5 separate regions of the Sus scrofa genome follow, and all the other regions are linked to region 2. The links are chromatin contacts, called in public targeted proximity ligation maps. All regions are on one chromosome and are shown on one strand. The core of a region is the stretch at or near the end of the contact, and the rest is flanking DNA. Distances in the headings are between cores, read along the strand shown. Region 1 has its middle 53 kb from the start of CPQ. Region 2 overlaps CPQ (carboxypeptidase Q). Region 3 has its middle 69 kb from the start of CPQ. Region 4 overlaps CPQ (carboxypeptidase Q). Region 5 overlaps CPQ (carboxypeptidase Q).

What was found.
Region 1: a contact with region 2 is called in a targeted proximity ligation map of alveolar macrophages. A contact is called at or near these places in 2 of 2 datasets of targeted methods (alveolar macrophages and skeletal muscle).
Region 3: a contact with region 2 is called in a targeted proximity ligation map of alveolar macrophages. A contact is called at or near these places in 2 of 2 datasets of targeted methods (alveolar macrophages and skeletal muscle).
Region 4: a targeted proximity ligation map of alveolar macrophages shows a contact between it and region 2. A contact is called at or near these places in 1 of 47 Hi-C or Micro-C datasets (liver) and 1 of 2 datasets of targeted methods (alveolar macrophages).
Region 5: a contact with region 2 is called in a targeted proximity ligation map of alveolar macrophages.

The regions. Positions count from the first base shown.
Region 1 is chr4:39,907,478-39,910,177 of Sscrofa11.1, reverse strand. No RefSeq gene overlaps it. Among named protein-coding and RNA genes, the nearest start is that of CPQ, 53 kb to the right of the region's middle.
Region 2 is chr4:39,771,746-39,774,445 of Sscrofa11.1, reverse strand. All of the region lies in intron 2 of CPQ (carboxypeptidase Q), which reads left to right. Among named protein-coding and RNA genes, the nearest start is that of CPQ, 83 kb to the left of the region's middle.
Region 3 is chr4:39,923,653-39,926,352 of Sscrofa11.1, reverse strand. No RefSeq gene overlaps it. Among named protein-coding and RNA genes, the nearest start is that of CPQ, 69 kb to the right of the region's middle.
Region 4 is chr4:39,608,469-39,611,168 of Sscrofa11.1, reverse strand. All of the region lies in intron 5 of CPQ (carboxypeptidase Q), which reads left to right. Among named protein-coding and RNA genes, the nearest start is that of CPQ, 250 kb to the left of the region's middle.
Region 5 is chr4:39,567,557-39,570,256 of Sscrofa11.1, reverse strand. All of the region lies in intron 6 of CPQ (carboxypeptidase Q), which reads left to right. Among named protein-coding and RNA genes, the nearest start is that of TSPYL5, 210 kb to the right of the region's middle.

The DNA of each region.
Region 1 (2,700 bases), core at 53-2,552, 140 kb before region 2:
TTTTTAAAAAAAGATATTTTCAATCCTCCCCCCACCCCATTAAACTTTATGGTATTCCAGTGCATAAAAAGGTAAAAGTGGAGGCTGTTTATTTAAGGGAGTTCTAAACCTTCCTCATCAGGCACCATTTGCCACCTCCACTACTAAGTTTTTGCAAACTCATTTCCTCCCTATAGCAGCTCCAAAGAGGAAGACTATTTGAAAAAAATCACCAGATTTGTGTTTACTGGATTTTAATGATCTAGACCTGGATTTAAACCCTAGCTGTGTCACTTAACTTACTAATTGTGTGGCTTTGGACAACTATACCTAAGCTCTCTGACCCTAAGTTCCTTTATCTCTCGTACACACAGTAGTTCCTGGGACAGGGATCAAGCCCATGCCACTGCAGCAACCTGAACCACAGCAGTGATGCCAGATCCTTAACCTGCTGAGGCGCCAGGGAACTCCTCCTTTATCTCTTAATGAAAGATAATACCTAGTTGTCACTGGAAATGAAAACTGGATATAAGCTAGTGTACTCTCCATAGAGTTTCGCTCCTTGGATAGTTCGGTCTTTCCTCGAGGCCACCACAAGCTTTTAGGTCTATTCTCATATGGATGGGATCGATGGTTTGGTTTAACCTGGGAACCTTAAGTTGTCTTTGTATTGTAGTTGCTGTGTAGGATGAACACGGCTTCCCTTTTCATATAATGGATCCAAAATTCTTGATTGACTTGTAGCATCTCAGAACAGATGGGGTGGGAGAGGTGTTGTTCCTGGTTAAGTGATGAAGGAGTGGCCACCAGCTTCTAGGAAATGCTTCAGGAAATGCTCTGTAACTCAGTGATCCAAGATGGTCAGTGGAAAGGGAACCAGGCACAAGCCCATTTTCATGAGAATAAAATCGGTATGCGGCCCCTTAAATGGTGGTTGCAGGTGGGCTGGTGTGGGGGTGCGGGCGGGGGGGTGGGGAATGGCGGGTAATGTGGGATGAAGTTCTCCATGGACCAGAGGTGCATGTTCACAGATGAAGAGGATTTTTTTTTTTTGATGCAAAATAATTTTTGTTTTTTAAAAAAAGAACCATGGAATTTTAAGGAGACCTGTAACAACGTGAACATATTATTTCCCATTTTGCTATTCCCATATGGTTAAACAGAACTCCCAGGTAATATAGAAACCTCACTTTTCCTTTGTGAACATGTTGCAGTGTTGCTAAGACGTATAACTGACTGATACGGATTTAACTTCCTCCTTCTCCTCCTCCTTCTTTTCACCCAGACATTAGTAGGTAGTGAGATGGCTGGAGGTATTGGGGGGATGACAAAGGAGAAGTCAGAGGCAAGGGGAATTACAAAGTTAGATGATCTGTAATTGAATCATGTTGAGTAGAATATGCAAATCAAAAGTGTCTAAAATCTGTTAAAGAAAAACTCATTTGGGTTTGGCTCCATCTCAATGACACTGAACTAGTGTTTCAAGTCTCATTATGGCCATAGGTGGTATTTCCTGTTTATATTTCACAAAGCTGGCATCAATGCCCACATCCTGTTCTTTGTGCACCACCACCACCCCCCCAGAATGAAAAAAAGCTTTTCAGTTTCCTCAGCTTTCACAATGAAGACCCTTCAGAAAAGCTTTCTTTTCTTTCTGGTGTCTGGATAAATGGGGGAATATCATCCAAGGGTAGGTGTTTGAGCCAGTTAGGATGCTTGGTGGGCTTGGTGTGGATTAACTTCCATCTGTTAAAATTTTTTTGAGTTGTCTTATTGAAATGGTCACCCAAAATATGTGTTTGGTTGCTACCCCATTCTAATGTAGTAGCTGTATTTTAATTTTCCATTCTTCATAGACAGTTGAGAAAACACTCCCACGACGTAAAAAGTGAAAAATGCTTATTTGGGACAAAAAAACCTTTTGGAGATTTGAAATCGTGACCCAGGCAACTTCTGGCAAAATGTGATGCGATCTCCTTGGCGGCCTCTTTTCCTTATCTTCCTGCCATGTGGCAGGACCCCTCCACTCACATCCCCATGTTGAGGGCCCCCATGTGGCTCTGCTGTCAGAGTTCACTTGCCCACAGTGTCCCAGTGAGAGCACCCCTACAAGGCTATGTCCTTTAGCATTTGCCTTTCCAGAGAATTTTTTTTTTTTTTTAACCTTTTCTAGGGCCGCTCCCGCAGCGTATGGACGTTCCCAGGCTAGGGGTCTAATCAGAGCTGTAGTCGCAGGCCTACACCAGAGCCACAGCAACGCAGGATCCGAGCCGAGTCTGCGACCTACACCACAGCTCACGGCAACGCCGGGGTCCTTAAGCCACTGAGCGAGGCCAGGGATCGAACCCACAACCTCATGTTTCCTAGTCAGATTCGTTAACCACTGCGCCAAGACGGGAACTCCCAGAAATTTTTTTTTTTTTTAATGCCTCGATGTTAGTGAGTTGTCTGAAGAAAGAATTTGATAAAGATAGCTCCGACCAAGGTCTGTGTGAGAGATCAGTCAATGGTAAGTCCCAGTGTCTTATCCTGATATGAGTATATACATTTCAAAAGAAGTCCCCTGTAAATGCCAATTCATGCATCTATATGTTAACAAAGGCATTTTCAGGATTTCAGGTATAGATTTGAGGGCTAGGGTCGAGAGGTGTAGAGAAGTCTTCTATGCAGAGTCAATGCAAGACTTCTGTTTCAAACCTATTCTAAACACAGGGTCTATTT
Region 2 (2,700 bases), core at 61-2,560:
TCTTGAGTACCTTTTCAGATTCCCTCAAGCTCCTTGGCCCAAGAGTAGTTCCTTTTCTTGCCAGGGCACAGGGAGTGGGAAGGTAGCTTTTTCTAGGCATTTATTGATGCTGAGCCGTGGGAAGTGTTGAAGCCAGTAAACATGGGGTGTGCAAATGTGTTCAGCCTGTAGGAGCTCCTCCACTTCATAGGGAAGATCTGCTGGGATAGTTATCTTGGGTCTCTTTTCACTCCAGGGTAGAATTAGGCTCTTGGCTGAATAGGCAGGAGGTAAGGATAAGTCTCAGGGCTCTGGACAGTTAACCTAAAATTCTAAAGGAAAATTCCTTATTCCTTTTTTCCATTGCAGTAGCTTAGCTTTAGGCAGCATTCATAGACTCTCTATTGTACTGGAATAAGAAGCTGTGGTGCTTGTTTTCAAAAGTGGTAAATGGATTTTCAATGTGAGTTTCCTTGTAATAAACGCTGGTTTATTTTGAATTTAAAATGTGTGAATTTTGATTTAGTAATGTCATTTTAATTCTTTGAAATATAGTGAGGAAAGGATCAGAAATAAAGCAGTCTCTTTTCTGGGTTCATTCATTTATTCATTCTTCATTAAGCAGTTATTAAATTCCTCCTAGGCATTAGACATTGGGGTTTGCATTAGTGATAGACCAATGAATAAGGCTGTGATACTTTTGTTGGTGCTATGTATAGAAATTGTCTAGATTGAATTCTAAGCCACCACGAGCCTTTGAGAATATAGAAAATGGAAACCAAACAAAAATTATTCCATTTAGAATCAAATTTGTACAGCCAGTTGTCTAAGAAAGTGCACTGCTTTTTACCAGTAATTTAGAATCTTATGACTAACAGCAGAAAATTGGGAAGAACAGTGAAAGAGGCAAGAAGTTAATGGAATAGGGACAGAGCTGAGAGGACAAAATTTGAACAGAAGGAGGAAAAGCCACAGGGCTTGAGGAAGGTTGTTTAGGTCACTAATCTTACAATATCTTCTATTTCCCAATCAGTACATCGTGATCCTGAAGACGTAAGGATATGACGAGGATATCACTGGGGCGTGATACATTCTTCACAGTCTCACTTCCCTTTGCTGATTCTGGCATCAGAGTTGCTGTAGAGTTGCTCAAAAGTGTATGGAGAGACATCTTTAAACAGGTGTTCTTATTCTTAAGAAAACTTGATATACTTAAATTCAGATTGATTTACTTTACAGAAAGCAGATGATTACCCAGAAAGCTTTGTACCCAGTGCTACCCACACTAGGGATGTACATGACAAACACGCTGGTCCAGCCCTCTGAGACTAAGGACCCTTGAGCAAGGCCAGGCTGGGATATAGCCAAGCATGATATGAGTAGGATATGATTGAGACCTCAAGGGAAACACCAACAAAATATTGTGGGAATTCAGGGTAAAAGTACTTCTGGTTGTCAGGTAATTGAGTAGAGGGAGAAAGGTGCAAAAAGTTCAGAGAGGTTTTCATGAAGGAGAGAGTATTTTAACCCATCATGGAAGATGGTTTAAAATGTCAGTAAGTGATAGATTTCAACAGGGATGGAGGATACGAACATTATAGCAAAGAGCAGAACAAGGTCATAAAGGAGAAGCGCCTGGGGAGTTCCCATCATGGCTCAGTGGTAACGAATCCAACTAGTATCCATGAGGATGCAGGTTCGATTGCTGGCCTCACTGTGTGGGTTAAGGATCCGGCGTTGCCATGAGCTGTAGGATAGGTCATAGACGTGGCTCAGATCCCACCTTGCTTTGGCTGTGCTGTAGGCCAGCAGCTATAGCTCCTATTCGACTGCTAGCCTAGGAACTTCCATGTACTGTGGGGGCACCTCTAAGAAGACAGAAGAAAAGCTTGTATGATGACTGCTGATGTAGTGTAGGGCGGGGTGTGGGGATGGAGGATACAGAAAAGCAATGTACTTTGGGGTCACACAGATATGTTTTCAAATCCCTTTTACTTATATATATGGGACTATGCCCAAATTACTTAGCTTTTGTGAATTTCAGGTTTTCCATCTTTAAAAGGGGGACAGTAATATTGGTTTTAGTGTTTTTTTGTGTTTGATTCTTTGGTGAAGATTGGTCATAATCTATGTAAATTCTTTGGCTCTCATTAAATGGTAGCAAATATTATGGAGAGTAGTTAAGCTGTCTCAGTTTTGGGCAATGGTATTAGATAAGACTGGAAAAGTAGTCTGTGATCAAATTTTGTTTGGTCTTAAGGAGCTAGTTTAGGAATGTGGATTTTAATTTATATATATACATTGAAGAGCCGTTGAAAAATTTTGAGTAGGGAGTGATATGATTAAAGTTTAGAATTGGAAACTTTATTCTGATAGCAGTGCTGATGCCAGATTCATTGTAGAGATAAAATGTGACCATTTAGAACAGTTAGTTATGGAGAATGATATCAAACACTGCTAGTCACATCTGAGTATCTGTTCTTTCTCCTTTCAATTTTTAGCTGTGAACGTGGCCATCTAAACTGACTGTTATCTTTTCTAACCTTTGTTGTGTCTAGGTGTGACTATGTGTAACTATGTGTGGCTGTGTGACTATGTTCTGACCAGAAGTGTCATATAGTAGCATGCCTAAAAGATAGCTGGCACACATCCTTTTCTTCCATCACTTCTTCTATTCTGCTACTTATATAATCTGCCATCTTTGTAGGTCTAGCTGCTCAT
Region 3 (2,700 bases), core at 8-2,507, 150 kb before region 2:
AGGCAGGAGGGATGAGAGAAAATAAAACCATTTCAAGTGTGTGTTCCCTAGAGTGCAGACCATGGCAATTGCCTGGTTATGTGCAATGCAGTAGGAAGGCTATGGATATTAAAGTCAGGCTGACTTGGGTTTTGGGTCCTTGCTCAGCCACATTCTTTGCACATGATTTTTGGCAAATTACTTTTTGCACAGTTTCCTTAACTGTGAAATGGGGATAGTTTGTAACAACAGCCTTTCCGAGATTTGGGGCAAGATTAAGTGCAATCCGTTCTGGGACGTGTCTAATGTGATGGCTGCAGCATAGCTCCTTGAAAGGGAGAATGAACGATTACTATAACGCTAGACAGATGTGGTAAGTCAAGGACTAATGGCCAGAGTAGCTGTCGGATGTCATTTGCAGTAGTTGGACGTATCGAATTTGCTAAGTATTTGATGTTTTCTGAATCCCAAGCTCTCCTTTTCAGTGAAGGCAGTAGATTTTCAAAGCATTCTTCTGCTCAATTTGGAAGTTTAGATGTGTCTAACTGGAATCTAATATGATGAAGACCGTGAAAAAGGGCCTCTTGTCTTGATCAGAAAGATGAGGACGCTCCAAAGAGGAGATCTGAGGCAGGGTTTCTGCCAGCCTCTGAATGCGCCACACACGCTTCACTGGGAAGACCTCTGAATGACATACTCTTGGCCTTGGGAGTGCATCCTTGGCAACCTTGGCAGGAAGGGGTTTTCATGTTGCCAGCTCGGGGCTGGCTTGAGTGTCTCTCTCCCGACCCTTCCTTGTCCCCCACCCAAGGAACTTTTGTTTGTGTGATGGCCATTGTATCTCTTCCCTCCTACTTTTGTTGGCCCTGGCCCAGCCTTCCTTGCCACATCCTCCAAGCTCAGACATGCATGTGGGAGCTTTGCTTGGAGAAGGCCTCCGCCTTGACGTTATCATTCTCATGGGGTTCCTCATCTCTCTTTACTTTGGAACCTTGCTTCCCTGGTGACCCACTGAAAACCGAAGTAATGCTGGCAAGAAGGTGATGCTCTACTTCCTTGCTGGCATGAGAAGGGGCAGTTGCAGAGCCGCGGAGTTAACAAGAAGGCTCCTTCTGCCTGTGGATGGTCGGTTTGTCCTTGGCAGCCAGTGTTGGGTATACGGTAGAGAAGGGTGCTCCTTCCAGAAGCTGTCCAGTCTGTGCTTGAAGGAAGTGCTGTCTTCATTCTGGAATGAGAGCTACTTGCCTGTAGAATAAACTTGGCCTCTGGTCAGCAGACTTATTGTGGGCGGAGGAGCTTTCAACACGCTGTGTGGGCCTCCAGGGGGGTGTGTGGCACAGGCGGGAAGGAAGTGATGAGGAAGAAGAAAAAGGATGGGGAGGGAAGGGGAGAAGAGGGAGGGAGGTGGCTGAGAGCTGCAGCTACTGAGGACCCATCACACATTTTTACTGAAAGAGTGATGATGTCCCAGTACTTTGTGTTTATGAATTTATTTTGATAGCTAACACTTTAAATACTGCTTCCTGTGTGTCAGGCATTGCACCAAACGCTTTATTTGTGTTAACTCTTCATCTTCACTCCACACCTAGAGGTAGGTAGTATAATTATCATCATTTCAGAGAAGGGGAAACAGATATGGAGCCATGAAGTAATTTTTTTTTTTTTAAGATCACACAGCTAGTAAGTGGTACAGCCAGGAATTATATCTTCATTTTCTTTTTCTTCTTTTTCTTTTCGCCACAGCTGTGGCAATGCTGGATCCTTTACCCACTGTGCTGGCTGAGATCAAACCCGTGGCTCCCCAGGGACCCAAGCTGATGTAGTTGGATTCTTAACCCACTGCACCACAGCAGGACCTACTTCTTTTTCTTTTACTCGTCTTTTTTCTTTTCCTTCCTTTTCTTTTCTTCTCTCTCCCTTTCCTTTCTTCTCTTTTTCCTTCCCCTCCTTTCCCTTTCCTTCTCTCTTCACTCATACTGTAAACAAGTGTCTTTTTTTTTGTGGTGATCTATTTGTGCCACATTTTTCACATCTTGGTGCTTTTTGGGGGGTGATGACACTGTTTAAAACGGTCCTCAGGTGCAGTGCTGAAGTGCTGCCCAGTGTTGCTAAGCACAGGAAGGCCCTGATGTACCTTATTGGAAAGTAGCATGTGTTAGATAAGCTCTGTTCAGGCCTTTGAGTTATAATGCTGTTGTCAGTAAGTTCAATGTTAAGGAATCAATAGATGTTAAATACGGTGTCTTTAAAAGGAACACATATAAAATAAGGTTATGTATTGATAAGTAGACAAAAATGTTGTAACCAGAGGTTCACAGGAATCTAGCCTTGTATTTCCTTAGGAGCCATGGTTCAGTATTCTATAGTTTAGTGTTTATGGGGACTTTATAGAATAAAGCAACTGCTGTGAATAATGAGTCCTGATTATATATCTTTTTCTGGCAAAGATGATATAAATATCTCCTTGCCATCTAAGTTTGGCTAGATGTACAGCCATCTCTCTGAGAAGTGTGGTCAATTTGCTGAACACTGCCACTGTACAGGTTTTGTTTTCTCAGTTCTTAAGATCTCATACACAGCATCGTACATGGCGCCTGGGCAAGTGGTTGGTGCTCATTAAATGCTTATTGAATGAATGAGTGAATAAATGAATGCTTCATATCTCTAAGATAACCCAAGCTCGTATTCTTAAGAAAAACATGACTGGACCTGGGTGTCAAT
Region 4 (2,700 bases), core at 134-2,633, 160 kb after region 2:
AGAGAGCAGCTCAGTTATTTCCTCATGACCTTGAAGTTCAGGCCCCAGTGACCCATCTTTGCCTTTAGTATTTGTCCTGAATTATTTCTGTCTTTCATATGTCAGAAAACAGTCTCAAAATAAGAGAGAGTCTTGATCGGGGTGGTCCAGTTGACAAGGCACAGACAATGGGTTCATATCCAGCCTCTAGCACTTAGCAGCTCTGCGACCCAGTGCAAGGCAGTTACGTTCTTTGAGCCTTTGTTTCTTAGCTGTAACTTGAGGCTATCAGCCTCAGGGATTATAATACTCCCAGGTACCATAGCACTGCTGTGAAAATTAAGTGAGATAATGTCTGGCAAGAACTTAGCACGGTGTCTGGCACTGTGGTTAATACCCGGTAAATCCTGCTCTCCTCTCTCCGCCAGCCTCACCCCCTGCACAGCTGACCAGCTGTCTCTAACACAGCAGCAGTGGAGCTGTAAATACTTTTCACTAGGATGGAGTCACTCTCCACCAGTCCCCTCCTCGATCAGCTTTCTGCCCTCCCTCCAGATCTCCCTGAATGCAACTGTGACTCTCCTTCTGCTATAATCTCCCTCTGTAGAAACAGTGAAACTTTGATGCTTAAAAAAAAACAACACTTTTTTTCTGAATACTTAGAGCCCTTATACTGTGCTTGTGAGTTTTTGTTTTCCAATAGGACTTAGTGTTGACAACAAAAATAAATATATTTACACTTAGAGCTTATTTTTCACAATAACCTTGACAGTCGTATTTTCTGTATTTGAGAAGCCTTCTGATTTTTATGTGCAGGAGATACATTTTTTCAATGTGTCTGACTGGGTGCTAGGCTTATGGTTTTTTAGATGTCATTTGAATATTTCTGGAGCTCAGGTCCCCCAAATGCAAGTGAGTCTTCAGCAACCCATGAGCAAGATAAGGTATTCTCTTTCTCTGTCTCCTCCTGGTTATTTTAAGTTGGTGATGATTCTTGGACCCAAGACTTTTGCCATTTCTGTTGCCATAAATCTGGATATCAAGTGTTGTTCAGCTCCTGAAGTCCTAGGGCTTGACTGCTTATTTCCATCAGCCTAGGAAATGTCTTTCTTCGCATTGGTCCTGATTCTCACCCCTACTGACCAAACACATTTCTCCAACTGTCTATGGGCCATGTTCTTGCTGCTCTGTCTCTTCAAATTGGACAGATTTAGATGGAATTTGAAGGTGCTAATGTGGACTCCTGAGTAACGGGACAAATACAGTAGCTTTGTTAGCGAATATTCTCTAATGGGACAGTTTTACCTTAAAAAAGAGGGAAGAAGGCAGAGGTTGCACAGGACTGGTCAGATCTTTCCATGAAGCTCATCGCTTGGGAGGACAGTAGCCAGATGTGGTTAAGAGCTTGGATTGGGCATGAGACACAGCCCTGAATTAGAGTCCTAGCTCAGCCACTTACCAGTGGTGTACTCTTAGGCAAGTCACAATTTCTGTATCTTTCAGTTTCATTATTTGTAAAAGAGGAAGGCACTATTACTTGCTTTGCAGAATTAAATAATGTCATGTTTCTGAAATCATATGATAGAGTGTCTGGAAACATCTCAGCCCAGTGTCAGGTACAGCGTGGAGCACCCCTAAATCTTGGTTGCCTTGGTCCCCCATCTTGTTGACCATCTCTGAAATCACACTGGTGATGCTGTCCTGGCTTTTACTACTGCCTCATTGCTCTCCTCCAATTTTTTACCTTTCTGCCCTACCTCCCAGTTCTACCCTTGAACCTGCTTCAAGTCTCTCTCTGGTGTAACCTCAATTTCCATCCAGAACAATGATAACTTAATTTCTAAAAAATCAGTTTTATTTAGACAAATTCAAAGTGTATACCACAATGATAGATGGTAATGGCAATGACGATAAGAATAATGTGGGAATTTCTTACTCGCTTTCTCTTCTAGAGTGTAAGTTTCAAAGAGCATGACTGTCTTCATCAGCCTAAATCTCCACCCCCCGCCGCCACCAGAGTAGTTGTTGAACGAAAGAGTCTTATATTTCAAATAGCTTTGACTATGCCATTTACTCTTCTTGATTTCTGCACAGTTAGTCCAAATGAATATTCTTGGATTTGTATGTTCCCTTCTCCTATTATAAAATGTTAGTTTCTTTTTTTAGTGGAATTCTTAAGTGCATGCTTATACATCCAAAGATGGGCCATGATGGTGTGTTTTAACAAGCATTAAATGTGCACATTAAATATAAATAAGTTAGAATAGGACAGGAAACAGTGTTCTTAAAAATTGTTAGTGTCTACACAGGGAAAAGGAACTCTTTTAGGTTGATTTTAAGGTTTGAGGACAGGGGGTCCTGGGAAAGTTCCGAGAATGGAGGCATCACATTCCTTCCCACACTAAGCACATAACTCTGCGTGGGTTTGGTTTCATTTCAGAAGGGAAGTATTCACAGACTCTGAACTTGGCCTGTAAGATTGGCCCTTAGAGGGCAGCAGTTAAACTTGGGGAGTCTCTCTAAGACGACAGTCCCCTAAAGTCTAAAGTAAATTTTTACAAGTGCCTATAAATACTTTACCAGACCATAAAAATTTCTCCCTTGCCCTAATGGCTTTTGTACCTAAGACATGACATAATGACCTGGAAAAGCAAGAGGCCCCTATGGTCAGATATCCACTACCCATAAGGTCAGCTGAATTATGAAGCATCGATTTCAGGT
Region 5 (2,700 bases), core at 2-2,501, 200 kb after region 2:
TTCCATAAGATTAAGGGCCATCTATGGGCCTTAACCAGCTCAAGAGGAGAATTCACTGAGATCTAGAGTGCTTCGGAAGGCACTGAGAAAATTGAATTGCCTGAAAACACAGGCTTGTCTGGCAAGAGAAACCTACTGTGCACACTCATAGAATGATAGCGCTGGAAAGGGACCTCTGGAAGCCAGTTATTCTGTCCCCGTCTCCAGGCAGCATGGTGGCCAAACCACAATAGGTGTCTGTAATTTTAGTACTCATGTAGCTAACCCAAGACTGCCCATTCCCCAGAGCTGCAGCCAGTTTAGCTGTCAAATAAAAATAACTTATGGCCCTCCACCCTGTCATCGTCGCTTTCCTAGCTCTCCCTGGGTCCCCAAGGCTGTTCAAGACTGAATGCTAGAGAGTCAGAAATAAAAGTCTGAATCCCAGGGTAGACCTGACCAGAAAGTAAAATTATTCTTGATTTTGCACAGCGAGGAGAAACCTCTTTGCCTATCATCCAATCACCATGGGTAAATACAGAGCTAAAGCCCTGTGAGGCACTCACCTCCAGCTCCAGGGAATTCCAGCCACAATGGCAGCGCTAGAGAAGATGATTCTGGCAACTCAGCACATGGTCTCATGGAATGATTTCCTTTTGTGAACTTTACCACCATCATTTGTAAAATAGTAACATTTACCAGAGCAGGAAAGTGGTACTGCGACTAATTACCCCTTTCAGGGTGGAGTTTTTACTTCTTTGGAGATGGAACTGAGGAGGCTACACGATTAACTCAAATAATTAAGAGTCTCTTTTTCTTTTCATTTGATTTTGGGATTACAATGTCACTTTAGGTCCAAACCAAAGACAGGTTACCTAGGTTATGAGAAAATAAAAACTCTAAAACAAAAAGGAAGCCAAATGTGGTAGGAGGGGAGATGTTGGATTTGGGTCTAGGTTTCTGAAGAAGGAATTTTTATAATTTTATGAATCTGGAATTTTATAAATGCAAAAACACAAACATCATCCTCGTGTTTATATTAGGAAGTAAGCATTTGAAAACATGCAATATGTATTTTAAACACTGTTCTTCTTTTTCGTCTTGCGTTGCACCCAAAGAATGCTAATGGTTACCAAATTGCTCTTTGGCAGAGTTAGCTGACCCTTTAAAAAAAAAAAAAGAAGAAGAAGAAGAAGTGTGATAGGATGTGGCTCCAGCGCAAAACAAAGTCCTGGGAATCCTCAACTCTGAGCGGATATTAACTAATCCACTGATCCCAACCTAGGAGGTTAGCCAGGAGCATTTCTCTACATTGCATTAGGTCCATTACCTGGCAATGAATGACAGTTTCCATGGATCCTAATAAAGAGATGTTTCTCTTTATTAAGAGAGCAGAGTGGGAGTTTGCAGATGATATCTGAGCTCATCACTGAGCTTCTCAGCCTCCTCATTTTCCTGTCTGTCTCGATCGGTGCTAGCTGCCTCACCAATAATGCATTCAGTCTCTAGAAGAAGGTTTCTTCCTCCACCCTGTAAACAGGAGAACGGATATCTTGTTATGTATGCTCAAGAGGCTTGAGTGAAACCAGCATGGCTCTGCTTCGCTGTCACCAGCTATAATCAGCTTTTGAAATCTACACTGAGTGTGTCCCCAAAGAATCATGGCAGAGCAAGTAACACGGATGTTTGTGACAACACATTCCTGAGAAGCAGTGGATCTAAGAGCCCAGTGACCCAGCTCATTCATTCTGATTTCTTTGTGCAGACATATTTTGTTTTCCCAGCTCTTTGGCCATGTGCTAACGATTAGACAATGACTCCATAAATGAGGAGAAAAAGCAGTGTCATGGACGGTGGGTGGTTTGTTTTCTTAGTTCTTTATTGAAAACATATGGAGATGTTTATATATAAATAGAAAACAAAAGAATGCTGCCATCAGGTTAGCAGCAGCTAATAAAATTCTACATGAATAGAAATCACACATGTCTTTACCTCTGCCAGAATTCTGGTTTACTGACATCTACACATCCTGTCCAATTCGGTTGAAAAGATGTTTTATTATTTTAGGCTTTTTATTCTTACTTGGAAGGAAGTGATGGAGCAAGAGTTTTGTTCTTGCTTTTGTTTTTGTTTTTGTTCTTGTTCTTCTCTTTGCTTAATCAAATTACTTAATTAGCAGGGATAATAAATTCTATGCAAGCAGACCCTATATTGTGATCATGCAAAGAAAATTTAAACACTGGACATTAGTTTCACTACAGCCTTTGTAGTTCTTGAATTCAAAGTGAGGATTTGTGGCCTGACAGTTGGGAATAAGCTTCAGTAGACAGGGCAGTGGAGGGGTTGAGAGCACAGACGTGGGGAGGCAGACCTCTGGGTTTGAATTCTGGCTACACCACTTACCAGCTAGGTTACCTTGGGGAAGTTAATTAGCCTGACAAAACCTCAGTTGCCTCATCTGTGAAGTGAGAGATACAAGAGCACTTATAGAATGAGCATTGCATGAGATCAGCTGTAAAGCATTTCACACAGGCTCTGGCATGTAGGAAGCACAGTAAAAAATGCTACCTGTCAGCATTATAAGCAGCTAACAGAATGGTTTATATGGAGATTATCTGAAAATCTGAGAGATCCTTATCTTTAGTGGTCAGATCAGTAACAGCCACCATTGATCAAGTGCTAATTAAGTGCCAGGCTCTACAGTGCCCTCTTTCTTCCGAC